Linked DNA regions of Rattus norvegicus: region 1 is linked to region 2. Evidence: chromatin contacts called from public Hi-C data. All regions are on one chromosome and are shown on one strand. The core of a region is the stretch at or near the end of the contact, and the rest is flanking DNA. Distances in the headings are between cores, read along the strand shown.

The links. Hi-C and Micro-C count contacts between places; a contact is called where the count stands out from the background.
Region 1: a Hi-C map of liver shows a contact between it and region 2, with 2.4 times the contacts expected there. The contact joins two enhancer-like sites. A contact is called at or near these places in 2 of 12 Hi-C or Micro-C datasets (Schwann cells and liver) and 1 of 1 datasets of contacts at active chromatin or transcription factors (oligodendrocytes).

What each region holds. Positions count from the first base shown.
Region 1 is chr5:124,514,907-124,520,023 of GRCr8, forward strand. The region is part of intron 2 of Dab1 (DAB adaptor protein 1); the gene reads left to right. Among named protein-coding and RNA genes, the nearest start is that of Prpmp5l1, 150 kb to the left of the region's middle. Within about 2 kb of position 2,700, at least 4 of the 93 cell types and tissues checked have an H3K27ac peak or open chromatin away from gene starts, as enhancers often do. A contact at or near this core is called in liver, where this site is marked.
Region 2 is chr5:124,382,688-124,388,053 of GRCr8, forward strand. The region is part of intron 1 of Dab1 (DAB adaptor protein 1); the gene reads left to right. Among named protein-coding and RNA genes, the nearest start is that of Prpmp5l1, 15 kb to the left of the region's middle. Within about 2 kb of position 3,519, at least 2 of the 93 cell types and tissues checked have an H3K27ac peak or open chromatin away from gene starts, as enhancers often do. A contact at or near this core is called in liver, where this site is marked.

The DNA.
Region 1 (5,117 bases), core at 1,450-3,949, 130 kb after region 2:
GATAGGAGTATACCTGGAAGGGTGCTGGGATGGGGAGGTTCCATAGGAGGTGGGTTGAGTAGAGAAGGTACCTAAGAGGATTATGGGATGGGAGTAGGAAGGACCTCTGGTCACACACTGAGCATTTGAGCTGAAAAATGGTGAAGAAAGACCACAGGACTCAGACACAGTTGTCTACTGGAGCCTTTAGTAAGAAGACAGCCCTCTTGGCCCTTTATTTCTACTCAGCAGAAATGATTTCAGTCTTCTGGCATCACAGACCTTGAGAGAACACAGTAAGCAAAATGACTACAGATAGAAAGGGAATGTGACCTGTGCACAGAGATCTGGATCAAGTCCAAACCTCGGTCATATTTTCTGCATCTCTAACGTGGAATGCTCACACAGGACTGATAAAGGTTACTGAGATGCTGTAAAAGTGATGTTTGTAGCTTGTGCACCATGGATACATGAAACTGTTGTTCGACTTTCTTTTGAGCTTTTAACCAGGCTGCATATAGTCAGCACTCAGAACTTCAGACTCCCTAGTGGGACACATCGTGAGAACTGGATTAAGTGCTATGCAGGCACCTGGGAATGATGGGGTTGGACAGTCTGTTTGTAAGAGGTAGGGCCTTGGATACCAAACTGGGCCCTAAGGCTGCTTCTTGCTCAAAGGAAGGTTTAGTTGTTTGGAAAAGCATTGAGTAGAGCTCAGAAAAATGATGACTGTCAGAGAAAAGGATAATATTTTATCAGGAAAACTGAGTGTAAATGGGAAAGGTTGGATCCCAAAGTTTGGTTGAGGGGGAAGAATTGAAAAACATGGCTCTTGCTCTCATCCCCTCTTACCCCTCTGTCCTTTCCCTCCCTATTTCCCTCCTCCCCCATCTCTCCATGTATTCATGGTTGGCCTCTGTCTACTCCCCCCCCTCTCTCCCTCCCTTCCCCTCCCTCCCTCCCTCCCTCTCGCCTCTCTGCCTTTCTCTGTCTCTACTACCTCTTCAACTACCGTTCCCAGGCCCTAAATAAACTCATAGATATATGATATATCATGGCTGAGTGTATCCCTGGTCCCTAAAGCCACTTGAATATTGGCCCTACTATTTTGTGGCACATGGTCTTAGCCTTGCAGAGTCAGCATAGTTCCAAGGACCAGGGTGGCTTAGGAGACTGTCTACTGCTGGCTTCTCTGGAAACTGGAGGCAACTGGCTGAGATCGGATCAGTACCTTGGAGGGCAAGAGGCATTTGAAAGATGCTAATCTTACCTTAAGAACCAGCAGACCGAATGGCAGACACATTCCTTGATGGAATTTTGATGAAGAAGAAGTGGATACAGAAATCTTCACTCCATCCCAGGGTTTGAACCTGAAGAACAAAGCAAGTGCATATGGGGTGAGAATCTGAAAAGTGGGGGCTAAATGTGTGAGAGCTGTGACTAAGGTAGCTCCTGAGACCCTTTCTGAGAGAAAGAGGTGCTGCAGTGGCATCGAGAAGATCCTGATGAGAACTGCCCTTACATCTTTTTCCTCTTAACCAGATCTTTGAGATGACCTATTGTGGTCCTCTCAGAGACTTTCCTCTTAAATCTGAGCGTTTGCCTTCAAGACCCCACCTTTAGTGTTGTCAGCATCCACAGCTGAGCAGCTTATGTGATCTCTGATTGTACTTGGAGATTTTGAGCATCATTTAAGGAAAGGATGTGTAGAGGGAAGGGAGGATGTGGGAAGGAGAAGTAATTAAGCATAATAAGACGTTAGAGAGCAACTATTAATTTGGATATGAAATATAAAATTGCCTTTAAAGTAATAGAGGCTAATGCTGGGCAGTTGTACTGTCTAGCACGGGGAGGGGTGTGCTGTTAATAACACGCTGGGAAAGATCATGCATATAGAAGCTCCCGGGTTTTTGTGGTGTTAATGATGTTGGTTTCACTTCACTGCTGATTTAAGATACACATTTCATAAGTGGCACATTAGAGCAAGTCAGTCACTCGCAACCTCTGAACAGTCATTTTTTATCTTAAGGTTAATATTTAATCAGGAGATATTTACAGCTCTTATTTTAATGCCTTGAGATAGCAGTTCAACAGAATTATCAGGAATGTTCTTCGTGGGGCTTGTGAGTATGCAGAGCTCACCTCCTGATATCTGTAGGCATGGGAGACAGTCGAGGACTTTTAAAGATGTTTTGATTTGTTTAACATAATAATGAAAGATCTGGATGTTAACCGTCACGGAAACACATGTGCTGCTTGGGTTTCACAGACGAGTCTTCTGGATACTAAAGTACCTTACATAAAACAGCCCAGTATGTACACACAACCTACATATCACTTCTGGTGGGCTTTCCATGAGCTCGTTATACCCAACACAATGCAGCTACTCTGCCATTGGCCACTCTTCTGTGTTTTTAATGCATGGTTGAGAGGGTAATGGCAAGAAACAAGTCTCCACCTCTTCATGACAGTCACCACGCCTTTTTTGCCAAGTATTTGCAGCCCTCTGAATGGGTAGGCATGGAACCTATGGATACACAAGGCTGCGTGTCCAGCACAGAGTTAGCAGGATTTCTATCCTACTCTACTTTCTAATGCTTGAGAAACACCACACCAAGGGCACCTGGAGAAGGGAAGGCTTACTTCTCCCCATCACAGTCCATCATGAAGGGCAGTCAGGGCAGCAAGCTGAGCAAGAGCAGAGGCAGGAAGCATGGATAAGAGCTGCTTATTGGCGTACTCCCAGAGGCTTGTTCAACCCGTGCTACCTGCCCAGTGGTGGCACCCATAGTGGGCTGGGTCCTTATTCATCAATCATTAACCAAGAAAATGCCCCACAGGCTATCCGATGGGGCAATCCCTCAATTATGGTTTCTCTTCTGCAGATGACCCTAGTCTGTATTGTGTTGACAAAAATCTAACCAGGTATAGTAGTCCCTAGGTTTGACTCAACCTTCTAGGTCTCAGAAGTTATCAGGATGAGGGTCAGATTGTGTATGCTAGTGTTTGGAAAAAGCAACAACTTGTCATCTGACTGTGGAAAGAAAGGCATTTAGTCATTGGTTTGTCTATTTAACTTGTCCATTCATTAAGTATCTTTTGGCCATTTACCTATACGTATTTTGAGTGTTAAGAATCAACAGTCTTTAAAAACAACCAGTTTTTTTTTTCCATTCTATATTGTGGACAAATAAGTATTATATTCCAGAAAAATATGCATTTCTACATTTAGCCATCAAGGACTTGGAAAAATACTTACGAGTGGAAAAAAAATCATGTACGTGTGTAGAGAAGTTTATTGCTAGAGCAAAATACTCTGAATATTAAACATGCATACCTCTGATTTTGCAGATTAAGCCTCTATTTTATTTTCACTCTTGCATCTATATTTTCAAGTTTTCTATAATAAACATCATTAGCTTAACAAAAAAAGTAAATAAAGTGATATTTAGTTACGTAGTTGATCAGCATGGGTGACTGGAATATTTTTAGATGGTTACCCATGGTACATAGTATGTAGCAAAGCAAACTTTGTGGGAAAAGATTGTCCATTTGAGTTCTTGCTCTATCAGTTTGAATTTCCCCCACTTCTAAAAGCCAGAATGTCTACTGCCCTGTGTGGTATATGCTCATGTCTGGCAAGATCAGTGATTTCTGATGTGATTAAAGGTTCTCATGCAAGCGAAGGATTATTTTAAAAAAATAGATGCTTTGGGTAATTGATTATCTTGTGTGCGTTGCCCTAATGATGCTGTCTGCAGGATGAAATGTCTCTCCTCCATTTTCCAAAGCAGCAGTCTGTAACCCCCGGTGACACTGGGTTTTCCTTACTAGCTTTAATTACTCAGTACAGAAACTCCTGTGCCGAGCTTCGATGGGCTTCACCCACACTGTGAATGCCCACTGATGAGCTAGCCCATCATCGAGTGCTGGGGTAGCCATGGAATTTGGAAACCATTAGAAAGCTAGGCAATTTCATTATTCATTCACTTGAAATAATCCCGAGACTGCTTTCAGTGACATGGTTCCTTCGGCAAATAAAGATAAGCCAAATCCCTGGGCTCTCAAAGAAGGGGCAGATTCTCTAAATTAATTCCAGGCTCAAATAATTCAGCAGTATTTGTAATATTCTGTGCATAAATTGCCAATTTGCTAGCGAGATCGGGAGATGATAAAGGCTTGTGCTCCCCTCCCCCATCCTCATCTTAACAAGTGCTGAGGCAGCTATAGAATAAAAGAAATGTTTTATTCTTAATAAATGTCCTATCAGGTAATGCGCTGATTAAAGGTGTCCAAACATGGCACCCCTCCCCCTTCAAAGCAATTAGTTTTCATCAGAAAGACTACACTATTCGGAGAGCAGAGGATGCCTGCAATCAAGCTTTTCCACACAGGAAAGTTTATGTTAATAATAAATGTACTTGCAATGTGAAGTATTATGTTAATAATACATGTACTCACAATATGAACAAGTTGGGAATGAGGGTGATAATACCACAGGTGTCCTTTATTCATTGCAAAGAATGGTTTAATTGTTTTGTTTGTGGGCTGTGAAAGACTGTTGGCTCTTTCCTGATGATAACAGACCCTAGGGACTCCCTAAATCTACTCCTCGTTTCTTGAGTCTCTTTCTTCTTTCCCACTCCTACTGCCTTTTGGGCAGCCTGATCCTGGCTGGGGATTCTTTGAGAAGGCTGGTTTAATAAAGCCACTCCTCTTCCTGTGCAGTGCTATTGAAGCTGGTCTACAGCATGTGCCTTAGATCCCTCCAGGTATGCCCACAGAGTGAATGGAGATCCACAGAACTGACAGTCCTCCAGCACGTCTACCCCATTTCCTCTCTGCAATCAGTACAGGAGGCTGGGGATTTCTGCTCTGCTGCTGTGTCCATGAAGGTGCACTAGCAGAAACCGTCCAGTCGGGGGAGCTCCACACCTCACAGCTCTTTCCAGCCTAGGGAGCAGAGAAATCACCCTTCATATGGCCCCAGAAGACCGATGGGGCTAAAGAGTGGATGCTGCCTTCCTGTTGAGTACTTAAGAGGGTAAATGTCCCTTTGTTTGGGTTAGCTTTTCCCCCCATTTCTCCTGGTAATGCATCCTGTTCACTTGGGCAACAGCTGTCTGTAGTCACCTACT
Region 2 (5,366 bases), core at 2,269-4,768:
GCACTAGAATTACAGGTGTGCCCCTCATATCAGCCTCTTGGCTTGGGTTCCCTGCATTGGAGCCAGGGCATCAGGCTTCAGAGCTGACACTAACACTCTGAGCCCTCTCACAGTCCGGGTTCTCCCATGTTTTCTTGACCCAAAGGGGTATCATGAAGTCACTAGTACCAGATGAAGGCTTCTTCCCACTAAGGGTTTTGCATGGCCGATCAAGTGTGACTTGCTCCATAGATGTCTGTCAATCACTGGGGTGGGGTGGGAAGCACTGTGGAATAGTGAAGAGGAGACATGTAGCCTCTTTCAAATCTCACAGTCAGGTAAATACTTTACATGCATGATTACTGGCTTAGCCGATGATCTATAGTCACTTGAAATCAAGGTCTGAAACTCTCCCAGGCACTCTGTGTCAGGGGAGAGAGTATCTCTCTGTGCTCTCCGTGAACAAACTCCAAACAGCAGAGATCTCCCTCACCCCCAAAGCCATGGCCCCGGAGCATGATTCAGTGATTGTAATGACTCACTATTGGTGACAGGTCTAGTTAGGATGCCCACGCCAGGTAGCATAACAGGAAAGATCTAGTACAGGAAACAAAAGGCTTTAGAAGAGCGAAGAGTGTTAAACAGACACAGGGGGAAAGATGAGCAAGAGTGGGAAACAGCCATCCTGGACCTGCAGGTACCAGGGCTAACATGGCCTGTCTGGAGCTGGAGGGGCTGTAGGGAGGTTGTGGAGCTGGAAGAGCAGCAGCACTGGCAGAGGCAAAGCAGGCTGTGAGAGGAGAGTGTGTGGAACGCACAGCTGGGCTGGACCAAGGAGGACTCAGCCACTCTCGAGGCGCTTCTCTGAAAGAGAAAATCGGAACGCTAGATTCTCTGTCCTCCTCCCATCCCCTGCCAACCTTTCCCCTAAAATCAATCCACAGTGGCGATGTAATTGGGTCCAGATTACTGCAACATCCAACTAAGCAAGAAAAGCACCAGAAATGGATCCAGGAGAAGCAGGCAAAAGACTTGTTCCTATGCCAGGGAAGGGCAGTTGGCAGTGCTTTACAGAACAGGCCGAGATCACAGAATATAGGTGTTTGCAAAGACTTCATGGTGTAGGTTGATCAGAATGGCTTTATGTGGCACGTGACTGTGTCTCTGCAAAAATGCTTATTGGTATTGCAGATTTGCAGGAAAGCAGCCAAAGGGGGCACTGCCATTTCATTAGTTCTTTATCCCTCTTTTCCTCGTCCTCCCTCAACCTCATGTCCTCATGCCAGGAATGGCATTGACTCTGCTCCTAGTGGGTCTAGCCTGCCATAGCATGTTCCTGAGTACTGGTATCCTGGTGAGTATCACCCCTGCTAGGTTACACAGGCCTGTTACCACAATTCCAGAATTGCAGAAAAAAAAAATCTGAAGGTTACACAGGCCTGTTACCACAATTCCAGAATTCCAATTAGATTTGTGCCTGATGTCCACCAAGCTTGGCTCTTTCCTTCCTTACCGTCCACTTCCAGAAACCTAGAAACAGTTACATGCAGCCTTCACCCTTGGAAAAAGGGCCGCTTCAGCCTGAGTGATGATAGACTTCTATGCCTTTGTAGCAGTCTGTAAAAATGACTGGGGGGGAAGGGGGAACTTGACTTAATGCCATGTTGTGCTACGTTTTTCTCTTGCTATCCCAAGAATCCGGTCATGGTTTTTGGTGACCTAACAGGCCTTTGTTATTCTCACAAGTTAGGAGGCAGTTTGATATTTATTTACTTTAAATCCCACTGGAGAGAGCGAACAGCTACCACCCCGAACACAATTTGCTATGGAGAGCGGTGTCATTTGTTGTCAGTCCACACGGGACTTCGTCGGCTGCAATTCATGTTGGAGATGAATAAGAAAAGATTTTCTTTTTCTGACTATTTTGCAAGATTCATAAAGCCATATTCGTAGGGAAAGTTTATTAACCCATAACTTATAGAAAACTCGAGAGGAAGGAGAGATGAGAGATGTTCTGTAGGTAAAGACATCAAGCATGTCATGGCTAGAATTGAATTCTGCATGTATTGTTCAGCGAGCTGTCTTCTGAGCATATAACAGGTATTACGATCATGATGACTGTTACCTAAACAAGTCATTATTTAATTTTATATTTAAAAGGAAAGGATGTGAAAGAGTAGAACATGGAATGGAAACATGCAGAATAATGACCGTGGGTGGGATTCTAACCCTCTTCTTCTCCTAGGCTGTACTACATCCACAAAAGGGCTTGTCTTGAGACTCTGGCTTCTGAGAGGTGGCTGCTGGGTTCTAGGGTTGGTGAGATGGAGGTGGGTGTATTGGGCAGCAATGGGAGTGATGGTGATGATGTGGTGGCACATGGCTACTTCATTGTCCATTATAAAAAGTAAAGATTTGTATGAAATGACTCTCTGCTTCATTACTTCATCCATTTACCCACTATTTATGGAGCTCATGTGCAGTCCTGTGCACAGTGATCTGCTTTGTAGATGCGACCATACGAAAAAGGCACACGTTCTCTAGAAATAGTCAGTGGAGTGCAAATAAGTAAGCTTGTGGCTCTGTGCAATGCAAGCGCTAGCTAAAGTGTGGGTTTTGCTAGTTTGGAAGGGTCGGCCTCTGAGTCAAGAATTTTGAGAGAGAGTTGTTGGTGTTGGGCTCCGGAATTATCTGGTGTATGGGGCAGAAACTGTTCTTACCCTCTGAGTGCATACAATGTATGACAGAAGACAAGACCTTCTGGGTCAGAGGACCTCAGTGACGGCAATGGTATGCAGCATTATGTTTGGAGAAGGCTGGGCAGTTTGGGACAAGTGGATCATAGACTATGAGCATGGAGCAGGGATATAGGAGCTGTGGCAAATGCGACTGAAAGGACCAGTAGTGGTTCCTAAGTCTTAGAAGTTCAATCTTTGCCTTTCCAGATCCTCCTCTTGTCTGTAGCGAAGGAGCAGACTGTAGAGAAATAGTGCTAAGTTTATTTGGTTTATAATGAAGCGGTGTATATCAGGTGTGGTGTATATTAATCGTCTTATAAATATCTCCTGTGGTAAGAACTGCAAACTCAGGTGCCCGCAAGGATGGGCCTCCTTGAGTGAAACCGATGAGAAGGACCATTGCAGTGGCCTCTGTAGGGAATGTTGGAGACTCTGAAGTAGGAAGTGTGTGTGTGTGTGTGTGTGTGTGTGTGTGTGTGTGTGTGTGTGTCTCAAGAGTTCACGGACATGAATCCTCTGAAGATCAGGCACTAAGTTAGATAAACAAACAAGCAAAAACTATGTGCAGTACCTATTGAGGAATTCTGGTCTCTTCTTCATAAGTAGTAGGTTTGTGGCTATGTGGAAAGCTACAAGTGGAAACTCAATCAATAAACAAAGAGGGGGGGAGCAGACCATTTCTTAGTAAATGACAAAATGTCTGCAGGAGTGTTGAAATTGGCCCTTGTGTCTTTTTATTTCCCCAGTCACCTTGTTTGTCTTTTGTGATTAAACATTGCTGATGCACGGTAAAAGCTCGAACCTTGTCCACAGTGATGCTGGCATGCTCTTTGCTTTTGGCTCGGCAGCACTGAGGTCTGGAATGCCGCTGTTGCAGCCACCGTAATTAAGCCCCTCATGTTCTGCTCTCAAGCCATATCCTTGCAGTGTGTCAACTGAGAAGTCTTCCGGCCTTAATGACAGTGTTGCCTGGCTTCCTCATTGAGGGTTGAGACTCCCCACCCACTGAAATATGCACATTTCAATCCAGAGTTGAGAATACCAGCAACTTAGTAGTTACTGTGGAATTGAGTGAATGTCATAAATATTTATTTATCTTTTTCATAGCTGGCATAAAAATGTTAGGATATAAAAAAAAAGTTGTTCAGTATAAAAACAACAGGAAATTCATTGGCTATACATCTCCTGAATGCGTGTGTCTCTTCGGGTTTTCATTAGCGTCTAGCAATATACTTTGAGAAATTAGATTTGAAGCAAAGCTCTGGCAGAATATGAAAGAGCCCAGCGCTGTAATTAACCCGTTTTTAAGCAAGGAACCAGGCACGCAGCAGCCTGCTGTTAACTGTGTAGTGACTCAAGCCAAGTTGAATGTGTTTCTCTTTTACAACTTTTAAAGGTTAAACTAGTCTCATGTTAATTGGGCTTGGAGAATGAAATTGTGGCAAATGTCACTTACACTGTTTCTACCCAGAGGTAGCCTGTGTTCCTCTTTTGAGCTATGGAGATAAAAATGTTTGGGGCTGGACCAGCATCAACACAAGTTTCAGGTTACTTGATTTTGACACGTTCTATTTCTCTCATCTGTAAAGGGCAAAGCCAATATCTGTTTATCTGCTATTTTATGGGATTTTTTTTTTTTTGGTGAGGGTATGGATTTTAAGAGATTTTTTTTTTTTTAGGCTTTTATTAGTGTATTTGATGGGCTAAAAGAAACCCATTTAACAAAACAGGATGCAATTCGGTAGTGATTCAAAGCAAGCATGCCAAGCATAACATACAGAATTACCAGCTAAATCCAGTCAAAATGTTGAAGGAGCTAGGATGTACGTGTGCTATGGCACTGGGACGAACACCCAGTGTGACCTTGCTCTAGATGATTTTGATCACAGCGTTCCTCATTGCTTTCCTTCTCCTTGATGCTCACTACCTCTCCCTCTTGTGATAAAACAGACCGCCCAAAGGTCACGTGATCCAACTCATGCTTTTAGGCAGTAAACATCCATACAAGGAATACAGGGAGTAGAGTGTCTTAGACCAGTTCATTGGCCGGTTGATGTTTCGATTGATTTGATTGGTTGATTGAGTAATTGCTTGGCTGGCTGATTGGTTGATCGATGTGACCCAGTTGGTGACCCATTAATAAATATATGAATATTTATTAGAGTGACTTACAGGATTATAGGTTGTCATTAGAACTGTTCCAACAATGGCTGTCCCCCAATGGAAAAGACCAATTCCATGAGACTAGTTGTCTCAGCTGCTATATGCTGACTATTACCAGAATCCTGATGAAATAGGCTTAAGACCACTGAAGGAATGAGCCTGCTAACCATCAAGAGTGAAAGGAAGCAAGCAAAGATGGAGGGCTTCCTTCTTACATATCCTTCACATAGGTCGCCAGCAGAGCTTGTAGACCTAAGGTGAGTCTACCCAATGCAAATTATTCAATCAAGAAAATTCCCTTAGAGCTGTACCCAGCAGCTGTGTTTCAGTGAATTCCAGATGTAGTCAGGTTGAAGCCAGGAACCAAGAATAGCCACCACCCTGATTGTTTGGATGGTCTGAGTGGTTAATTGCTTGATCTGATTGGTAGCATTTTTTACCTTCAAAGGTCTGGTAGAACCCAGGAGTGAGTCTTACGATTCTCTC